2 separate regions of the Capsicum annuum genome follow, and region 2 is linked to region 1. Evidence: chromatin contacts called from public Hi-C data. All regions are on one chromosome and are shown on one strand. Each heading gives the region's core, a stretch centred on a gene start, on an enhancer-like site or on the middle of the called end of the contact. The rest is flanking DNA. Distances are from core to core; before and after follow the strand shown. Region 1 overlaps LOC107873586 (transcription initiation factor TFIID subunit 15b). Region 2 overlaps LOC107873585 (probable protein phosphatase 2C 26).

Region 1 (4,444 bases), core at 1,434-3,933:
CATGGTAATATTTCTTATTTTTGTTCCACTTTAGAGTGGTGGCCTATTTGTGTATCTTTACACTTTTTGTGGCTCATTTCAGTGGCGAATTCGTATTTTGGACCGTGATTGTAGAATACAAATGCCTGTGAGGACCATAATATTTTCCAAGTTGGAACATTATTGACAAAGCCACATCTTAAAACAATAAGCCTTTTAGTTACTGTGTGTGGTGTTCTTGTGATCCTTTTTGTATTTTTATTCTAAATTTTCAAGATTGTGAGCAATCATGGGTGTCTTTATTGTTCGGTACTTAATCTACTGATTGTCTTTTGCGTTACTTGCAGTGAAATTTACATGTAAATGAACTTTTTCTAATTTAAGTTGCAAGTATTATTTGCAAATGTTGACTGTGTGGCAACTACTGATCTTATAATGACGGGTGAGATGTTTGGAAGGATGTGCCAACCTACACCGGAATTTTTTTGTGGAGATTCCATATTGAAGTTTGATTTATTTTTCGAATGGTGAAGTTCAATGCTATAAAAATGATGTTTATTACACCCTACTAACCACAGGTTACACCAATCTGGTATTAACCCTGTAGTCTTGCAGAATATGTTCTTCACCATCGATTAAACTTAAAAAGTATCAAGTTGACAGTCTGTTATACCATACTATATACTTGTTTAAGAGAGTGTTTTCAAACGTTTTATCCTTTTGATCTTCAGTCTATCTGCACCTACTACCTATCCTGCAGGTTATACCTCAATTTTCTCACTTGCCTTTTATCCTGTTGATCTTCAGTCTATCTGCACCTACTACCTATCCATTGACTTTTTCTTACCTCTGCGCTGGAGTCCCTATCTCTTTAAGGGTTGGTGTGGCAGACTTCCCCCTTGTTTGCTGATTGAAGAAAGCCTTATATGGCTTCAAACAAGCGAGAAAGGCCCTTTCTATCCAGGATACTTAACGCGTTAGCTACAGCACTGCACAGGTCGATACACACAGCGCCTAGTATCCATCATTTACGGCTAGGACTACTGGGGTATCTAATCCTATTCGCTCCCCTAGCTTTCGTCTCTCAGTGTCAGTGTCGGCCCAGCAGAGTGCTTTCGTCGTTGGTGTTCTTTCCGATCTCTACGCATTTCACCATGCCACTGGAAATTCCCTACCTCAATTTTCTCACTTGCCTGGTTTCCCTTGTTGCTTGAACCACTCTCCAATAAAATATCACTTTTGACTTTTTGTTATTAATTTCTTAATGTTAACTTAAAGTGGACAAAACTGCCTAATCCATTAGTCTGATGGTTGCATTCAGTTCATGGCTAGATAAGGGCTGGTAATTAAATGTTTATTTTGAACTCTCGAGTGAATAGTTTGTCCACCTAGAGAGTAAAATATCTCTAAGTAGAATGGTCATGGGGATTATTTATGCTGACTTCTTTGATTGGTTGTAGGGGCGGTGGTCGAGGCGGTTATGGCGGTGACAGGCGCAGAGGTAACTATGGTTCTGGTCCAGACAGAAACTTTCACGGTGGAAATCGTTCACGTCCCTACTGAATTTCAGCCGGGCAATCTATCTATGTACTAAAAATAAGTGTTGGGAGGTTTTTTTTAATTAGTTCCATTCCATGATATACTCCCTTAGCTGGAGACTAAAAGGTAGGTCGTTCACTTACTCTGAGCAATACCCTTTTTCTCCTTGCTGTCTGCTACTACTTGGAGGGGTCAAATAATATGAACTGTGTGAATGTTTTTATAGATGCAAATGGATGGTTCTTCAAAATGCTGCTAAGGTAGGTTTGAAATGTTCAGGTGAGTTGCTTCTTTGAAATATCTAAACTGCTCCATTAATTCAAGCTGGTTAATACTGCTTTAAAATGTGCGCGCTTGCACACACTGGGCATCTTCACATGATGCCAAATTTGATATTTTAGGTGCATCTAGATGGAGCGGCACATAAAAGTTTCAAGCTAGGTTCTCATTACTACTGTTACTGGCTAGTGTCCATGTTAGAACATCTAGTCTGGAGTCGGTCTATTTTAGTCAGTGTAAAGGATCTTATATCTTTTGAGATTTTGCTCGAGCTGGGTCCTCAATCCTGTGTGTTCTAGAGAAGAATCAGTGTGTTTAATTTTGCTACTTTTAGAAGTTCAGGGTGGAGTGTAAGAATTTCGAGAATGGGGGATGGAATGTTCGTTGATCAAGCTTTCCGTAGTTACATGGGTATTGACTTGGAAACTTATGGTGTGTACAGAAAATATAGGATGTTATAGCTTTGTCTATCTTATTAAGACGTTTAGCTAGAGAAGAGTTGTATGATTTTCCCAAGGGCACCTACACAGCGTCTTGAGCGAATCAACGACCTGGGTAGCCTTTGAAGAAACATGAACCAAGCTGTGCTATTGAATGTCCCCAGCTATAGGAGCCTATCTGAGATGGTTGTATGATTAGTGGCCAATTCGATCTTTGGAGATTGGTCAACGAAATAGGAGCAGACTATTTTTCTCCTTTCCTATGGCAAAGCAAGTGAGAATTACAATGATGAAGTATTTTTTTCCGGGGGGTCTTGAAACGTCTGGCAGTCCAGACAAACTTTCTGCTATCGTGATTTTCATTGTAGTACGGTTGTGTGATATTATCGACTTTGACAAACCTTTATGAAATAGTAATAAATAATAAGTGCTACTCTAGCATTGAGCTCCTATATGCTGTTGGAAATCAATTTTACTGTTTGTTTTACTTTTAGGGTAGCATTATTTCCACATTAGTCTTTCACTATGAAGTTGCGACGAGTGGTCAAAAATCTAAATGCTTATTATTGTCCATCTACTCCTTTGTCGATTTCTTGATTCTGTAGTAGTGTTGTCTATGATGCAAGATCAACACTTAATACGATCTAGTTAATCTTTGGATTTGGTGCAAATTGATTTAATCTTTAAACCAAAGTGAATTGAGATATCCCCCCTCCTGTGCACCAGATGGATGAGAGATGAAATCATTTAAATCTAATGGTGGTTAGGGTATGATTAAAAAAAAAAACACAAGTCAGAGAGGGATTATTAGTGATCTGTGTTAAAAAAAACAAAAAGGATCATTTACGATCAATTTTAATAAATGTATAACATATAGCCTTATTAACGAATTGTGGTATTATTATCTTTCACTTTACGGATTATCGTCCGCCTTTTATTACCAAATATAGTCAAATACATGTATAATACATTTCTAATACCGCTGGATTATAGAAGCATATAAACCAATTTGAATACCATTTAATTGACTGAAATTTAGTTGTATTACGTTTTTAGTTAGCGCTATTAATAAGAGAAAAAAGTAAAATATAATTGTAGTACATTTCAAATTTAATGTATTATGTGTTATATATATATTTTTAGTATACGTGATGAATATACATAACTAAAATATTTTTAATACAAATATATTATGAGTATTATATATGAGTTTTAAAGTTTCCATTACAATTTAAAGTGGTTTGCATTACTAGAAGCCTATTATATTTGTTGTGAAATAACTGCTGTTGAATTCAAAACAAGGTAGTATAAAATTGAATTCAAATCGTATTATAAGGGTTGTTTATGTACAATTTTAATACAATTTTTAAGAATTTCACCTCTTTTTCTCCGGGGGATCTCCCCCACCAAACCACCATCAGACCCACCATGGTCCGACAGCGATCCAGTGGTTTATGGGTCTGATTCACCCGAGTTTATGTCGATTTTGTCGGAGTAACATCAATGATGGAGCCAACATCTTAATCAAGGGGGTTTAAAATAAAAAAAATGTGAATAAAAGAATTAGTCGAAGAGGGTTAAACGTCTACTATATATACATGAAAAATAATTATAACTTTGTATAAATAATATAATTTTTCGTCGAAGAAAGTTCGGATGAACCTCACTATTCCGTCCATAGGTAAAGCTGGATTCACGTCGGGATAGAGTAGGCTATAATCTAAGTTATCAGTTCTTTTTTTTTTTTCCAAAAAAATAAAGCAGGCTATAATCCATAATAAAGTTAAAGCTAGTACTATTATTTAATGTAATGATACCTTTATACTATACTACTATTTATGTAACTATCCCTTCCTCTAATCGGAGAAGTTAATTATTCAATTATTCGCCAGTGCACCCATCTATTAATGTAAGGGGAAAGAGCAAAAATGACATTTTAAATTAAATTATTTTTACAAAAATGATCATGAAATTTAAATTTTACTTTCTAGTCATTTCAATTTGCTGGCTTGTTTTATATCCTTTTTATATACCTTTTATACAGTTTTTATACATATCTTATACATGTAAATATTTTATATGAAAATTATACAGTTTCGATACATAAATTTATGCAATTATTGTACTTTTTTTTAATTCATTTTATACAATAATTATATAATTTTATACATTTTCTATATACTATATATATACATATTTGATAGAAC
Region 2 (4,444 bases), core at 1,441-3,940, 76 kb before region 1:
CATGTCATTATTGGTATTTGGTTAATACACGAGGAAACCTTATAATCTTTTTTCAGCTGTCAAAATTTTATACTAAAAGCTTTCAAGACCTCCTTGGATACTAAGCACTTTGATATCGGTAGAAATCTTGTTACTCATTGTCCAATAAGCCTGCATGTCCTAGGGGGTCTTTTCTGCCGCCTCACTGCATAAATTTTGTGATGTTGTATTTGGCTACTAGAGTAAGCGTGCTCTTTGTCCCGTCTGTGTGTATGTTCTTTTCACAGGTAAGCACAGTGGATTTGCAAGTAGGAGACACAATCATAATGGGTTCAGATGGCCTCTTTGATAATATTTTCGACCAAGAGATCATTTCCATTGTGACCACACATGATGATGTCTCTAATGCTGGTACTTGTTTTCTGCTTAATCTAAGTTCTGCTTGGAAACCATGACTCAATTCTGTGACGCTCTTAGTGTTTTGGTATCAATGTTAGCAAAGGCATTAGCTGATTTGGCACGCAACCATTCTGTGGATATCAAATTCGACTCCCCCTATTCAGTGGAGGCTAGAGCAAGGGTAAATTTTTAGTCTGATTCAATATGTATATCGATTGTCCTCAAAAGGCATTATCTTTCACGGTATACGATGATGCTTACTTATAGCATTACTTTGATAATCAGGGATTTGAAGTTCCTTGGTGGAAGAAAGTTTTTGGAATGAAGTTAACAGGCATGACTAGCATGAACCTTTTTCTACTAATCTTTCTGCTATTTTCTTGATAAACATGCTTGACAAGGTTTCTGTAACCTTGAACAGGAGGAAAGCTCGATGATATTACAGTCGTTGTTGGAAAGGTGAAAGACTCGTGACCAAGTTTGGCCTGGACGCCACTAAAAGAAAACAAAAGGCTCATGAACAAGTCATATATCTTTGGTACCAAGACTTTGGCAGGGTCCCCTCTCCTGAATGTTTGGGCAATTGGATGGTGTTTTGAACTATGGAGTTGAAGGATGAGGTAAGAAGATAACAGCTTCAAATGACACTCAGATCATTATTCTGTATTGCATTATTTCAAGGTGTCTGTCGTAAGACAATATTTGACACAAAATTCTGTCTGACACTTGGGACGATTTAAATTCTTCATTGTTCACAAAATACAACCATGAAAATCTGGCTAACTTGTTAAACACTTGCAGTCTCTATTGAAAGGCTCTTAATCACCATATGGATATTATACACCTGCATGTATTTTTTCTTTTGAAATGATAAATATTATAGATGTTAAAATTTCAGCACCATGAAGGTGCTGCAGTTACATCCAAAGGTCAGCAAAAAGGAACAAAAGAGAAGAGAAAAAGAACTATCCTGGCTAAAAAAAGGGGGGCAGCCCGGTGCACCAAAGCTCCCGCTATGCGCAGGGTCCAGGGAAAGGACTTACCACAAGGGTGTATTGTACGCCGCCTTACCTTGCATTTCTGTCAAAGGTTGTTTCCAAGGCTTGAACCCGTGACCTCCTAGTCACATGGTACCAGTTACTCCAAGGCTCCCCTTCAACTATCCTGGCTATCTGTACAAAAGATTCAATGAACTGTAACAGTGTTTCAATATCATCTATCCATTCCTTTTTACACCAAAAAAAATATCCACAAACCGCAATCTGACTTGATCTTCAAGATTTTCTCTCTTTCCAAACACACCAACAGATGGCGACTTGTACTCCATTCCATGAAGTCTTGATCTGCTGTGAAAGACCTTTTGTGTTCCAACATGACAGTAAGCTAGCGTTTGGCCAAACGGGAGCTTAAATGCATGTCCAAACCAAACAGGAGCTTAAATCTGATGTGGTACCTGGCAGTTACCCATTTTGATGCACAAAAAGTTAAAAGAGAAACTGCCACAGTTGCGTAGTGATAGTACAATGTAGAAGTAAATGGTAAACATACTCTTCTCCTTCTTTGCAGATAAAGCACCTGTTGTAGATTAGCATGTGCCAATCATAAAAGCATTGCAGTTTCGTTGGTGCTTTAGAGTTCCAAACTTGTTTACAGAAACCAAAATGTTGCTGATATGACTCCCTCGTGACCAAACTATAATATATCTTTACTGTAAATATGCTCTTGCTGTGTTCCTTTATCAATAGGTCTTCACTAGTGTACTATAGAAATCTGCAATTTTACCAAGCTCCCAATTATTGATATCCCTTTCGAAAACTGTGTTCCAATATTGTTACCATCCCTGTATTGTGCGACTGTGCGTTCGCTGTTATGAACTAGGTCGTGTACAGTGGGGAATAGTTCTTTGGGAGATGGATGTCCCAACCATTTGTCTTTGCCAAAAGAGATCTTCCTACCATTACCTTGTTTGAAACCAATATGTTGGGAAAAGACAGGCCTCAAAGAACAGATGTTGCTCCAAACACTGACATCTTGTAGATGGATATCAGGGGTGGACCTAGGTTGAAAATTGTGGTGCTCCGGCATCGGTTAAACCTGGTGCAGAATAGATATAATTATATAAGAAATGTATAAAAATTGGTAGAACATGGAAGAAAGTGCACGTGAAACCAAGAAGATAGTTGGTTGCTTTGATTTCCATGCGGAACCTTAAAGCTTTGGGTGTCAATATATGTATTTGAACCTCACGACCACCCACGACTCCTAAATTATAAGTCTGCCAGTGGGTGTCATGCGGACGCTAGCAAAGCAAACCTCGAAAGACTCCAAATAAGAAGACAAACGAGAAATACACCAAAAGAGACGCAATAATTTAACGTCGTTCGTCCAATCGACTAACATCTACAAAAGGAGATGACTAATCCCCTATATAAAAGCGAGTATAAAACTCAAGGGTGTATTATATGCAGTCTTACTTTACATTTCTGTCAAAGATTGTTTCCAAGGCTTAAACCCGTGACCTCCTGGTCCTGGTCACATGACAACAACTTTATCAGTTACTCTAAGGCTTCCTACATGCATCAAATAAAGTAAACTGCTATATTATTTCTGGATAAAATTTTGGAGATACTTTTCTCCAAAGTCTTTTAACAAAGTTTTAACAAAGTGCTTTTATAATTCTCAATCTGCATGAGATACAAAGTGCACGTAAAATTTGAAAAGCATACTCATAATTTAAGCATTGCTGGATGCAGCACAACTGAAACAATTCATTTGGACCTAATCAGCTCTAGTTAAATCAATTGATGTGTAACTAACACAAGATGGATGATCTTGTTTAGTTTGTTTTTGGTCACCTCTGTCAGACTACCAATTGCTTATGCAGAATTTTGTTTAATGGAAGGCGACCTATTGTCGCAACTCAACTTGTCAATAAATTTGGGTCTAGGGTCTAAGACTTTACTACTTCATGTGGTCGGTTTTTCATTAATTTTTTTTTCATTAATTATTTTTAAAAAAATGAAAAAAAAAAAAGAACGATCACAAGTGATGCTTTTTTCGCGACCACCATCTGGGGTCACTTTTGGTGGTCGCAATAACTTTTTTTTCAGTAGTGGATTCTCTAAAGTTTTACTTCTCATCCCAAATTATATCACAGTTTTTTTCTTTTTCAATCTGTGTATGTTTATTATATGCGTATTGAAGCATTTTCAACAACGAGAGTGATATCTTTTGGATGATATGATAGTACTCCCTCCGTTTAAAAATAAATAACCTACTTTTCTTTTTGATAATGAACTCTTTTCTTTTTTGTCAATACTTTAATTTCAACTTTCCACATGACATGTTTAAGACCACAAGATTAGAGGACATTTTGGTATATTTGATTTAACTTTAATTTAGGACCACGAAATTCAAAAGTCTTCTTTATTTTCTTAAATTCCGTGTCAAGTCAAACTAGGTCATTCTTTTTTAAACGGAGGAAGTATATATTTGTGAGGAATGAAATTTCATTATGTTACTATACATTTATTGCCTCTCTACCTTCAAGGTAGGCAAGGTCTACGTACATTTATCCTCTCTAGACTTTACTTTGCGAGATTACATTGTTATGTTGTTTTACTATAATATTTTACCTGGAGTATTGTGAGGGGATTAAATTTCTCAAGGGCACGGTCAATTCTGTTCTATTCTGGGAAGAAATAATTAATCTAATAACTAGGATACTGTGAGGGAATTAAATTTCCTAAGGAAACACAATGAGTTCTATTGTCTCAAAAGTATTTCTGTTTAAACATTACTGTCTAGGTTTTCCAGTTCACTTTTTGTTTCCACAGTCGATAACAAGTTAACAACACATGTCTCAGCTAATTTTATGGGATACCTGATACTTTTCGTCGACAGAAGTATCAAATTACTTTGTTTAGAGAAAAAAGGGACAAATAGAAAAAAATCACATAGTATTTTTCCTCCGCTAAAATTAGAATTGAACCAAATAACCTCTAGGGACATGCCAAAGATTTTTCTTAGGTGCCTCTACCAAAAATGCAGCAATTATATGCTGATT

What was found. A called contact is a pair of places that touch in the nucleus more often than the background predicts.
Region 2: a Hi-C map of leaf shows a contact between it and region 1, with 2.3 times the contacts expected there. The contact joins two enhancer-like sites. A contact is called at or near these places in 2 of 5 Hi-C or Micro-C datasets (leaf and pericarp).

What each region holds. Positions count from the first base shown.
Region 1 is chr6:5,973,975-5,978,418 of UCD10Xv1.1, reverse strand. It overlaps LOC107873586 (transcription initiation factor TFIID subunit 15b), which reads left to right. Exons shown (of 7, transcript XR_001675440.2): 6 at 1,440-1,644; 7 at 1,745-2,689. Among protein-coding and RNA genes, the nearest start is that of LOC107873586, 6.9 kb to the left of the region's middle. Within about 2 kb of position 2,683, at least 3 of the 5 cell types and tissues checked have an H3K27ac peak or open chromatin away from gene starts, as enhancers often do. A contact at or near this core is called in leaf, where this site is marked.
Region 2 is chr6:6,049,902-6,054,345 of UCD10Xv1.1, reverse strand. LOC107873585 (probable protein phosphatase 2C 26) reads left to right here. Exons shown (of 11, transcript XM_016720489.2): 8 at 267-390; 9 at 477-559; 10 at 664-712; 11 at 800-1,206. The coding sequence ends at 852. Among protein-coding and RNA genes, the nearest start is that of LOC107873585, 8.4 kb to the left of the region's middle. Within about 2 kb of position 2,690, at least 1 of the 5 cell types and tissues checked has an H3K27ac peak or open chromatin away from gene starts, as enhancers often do. A contact at or near this core is called in leaf, where this site is marked.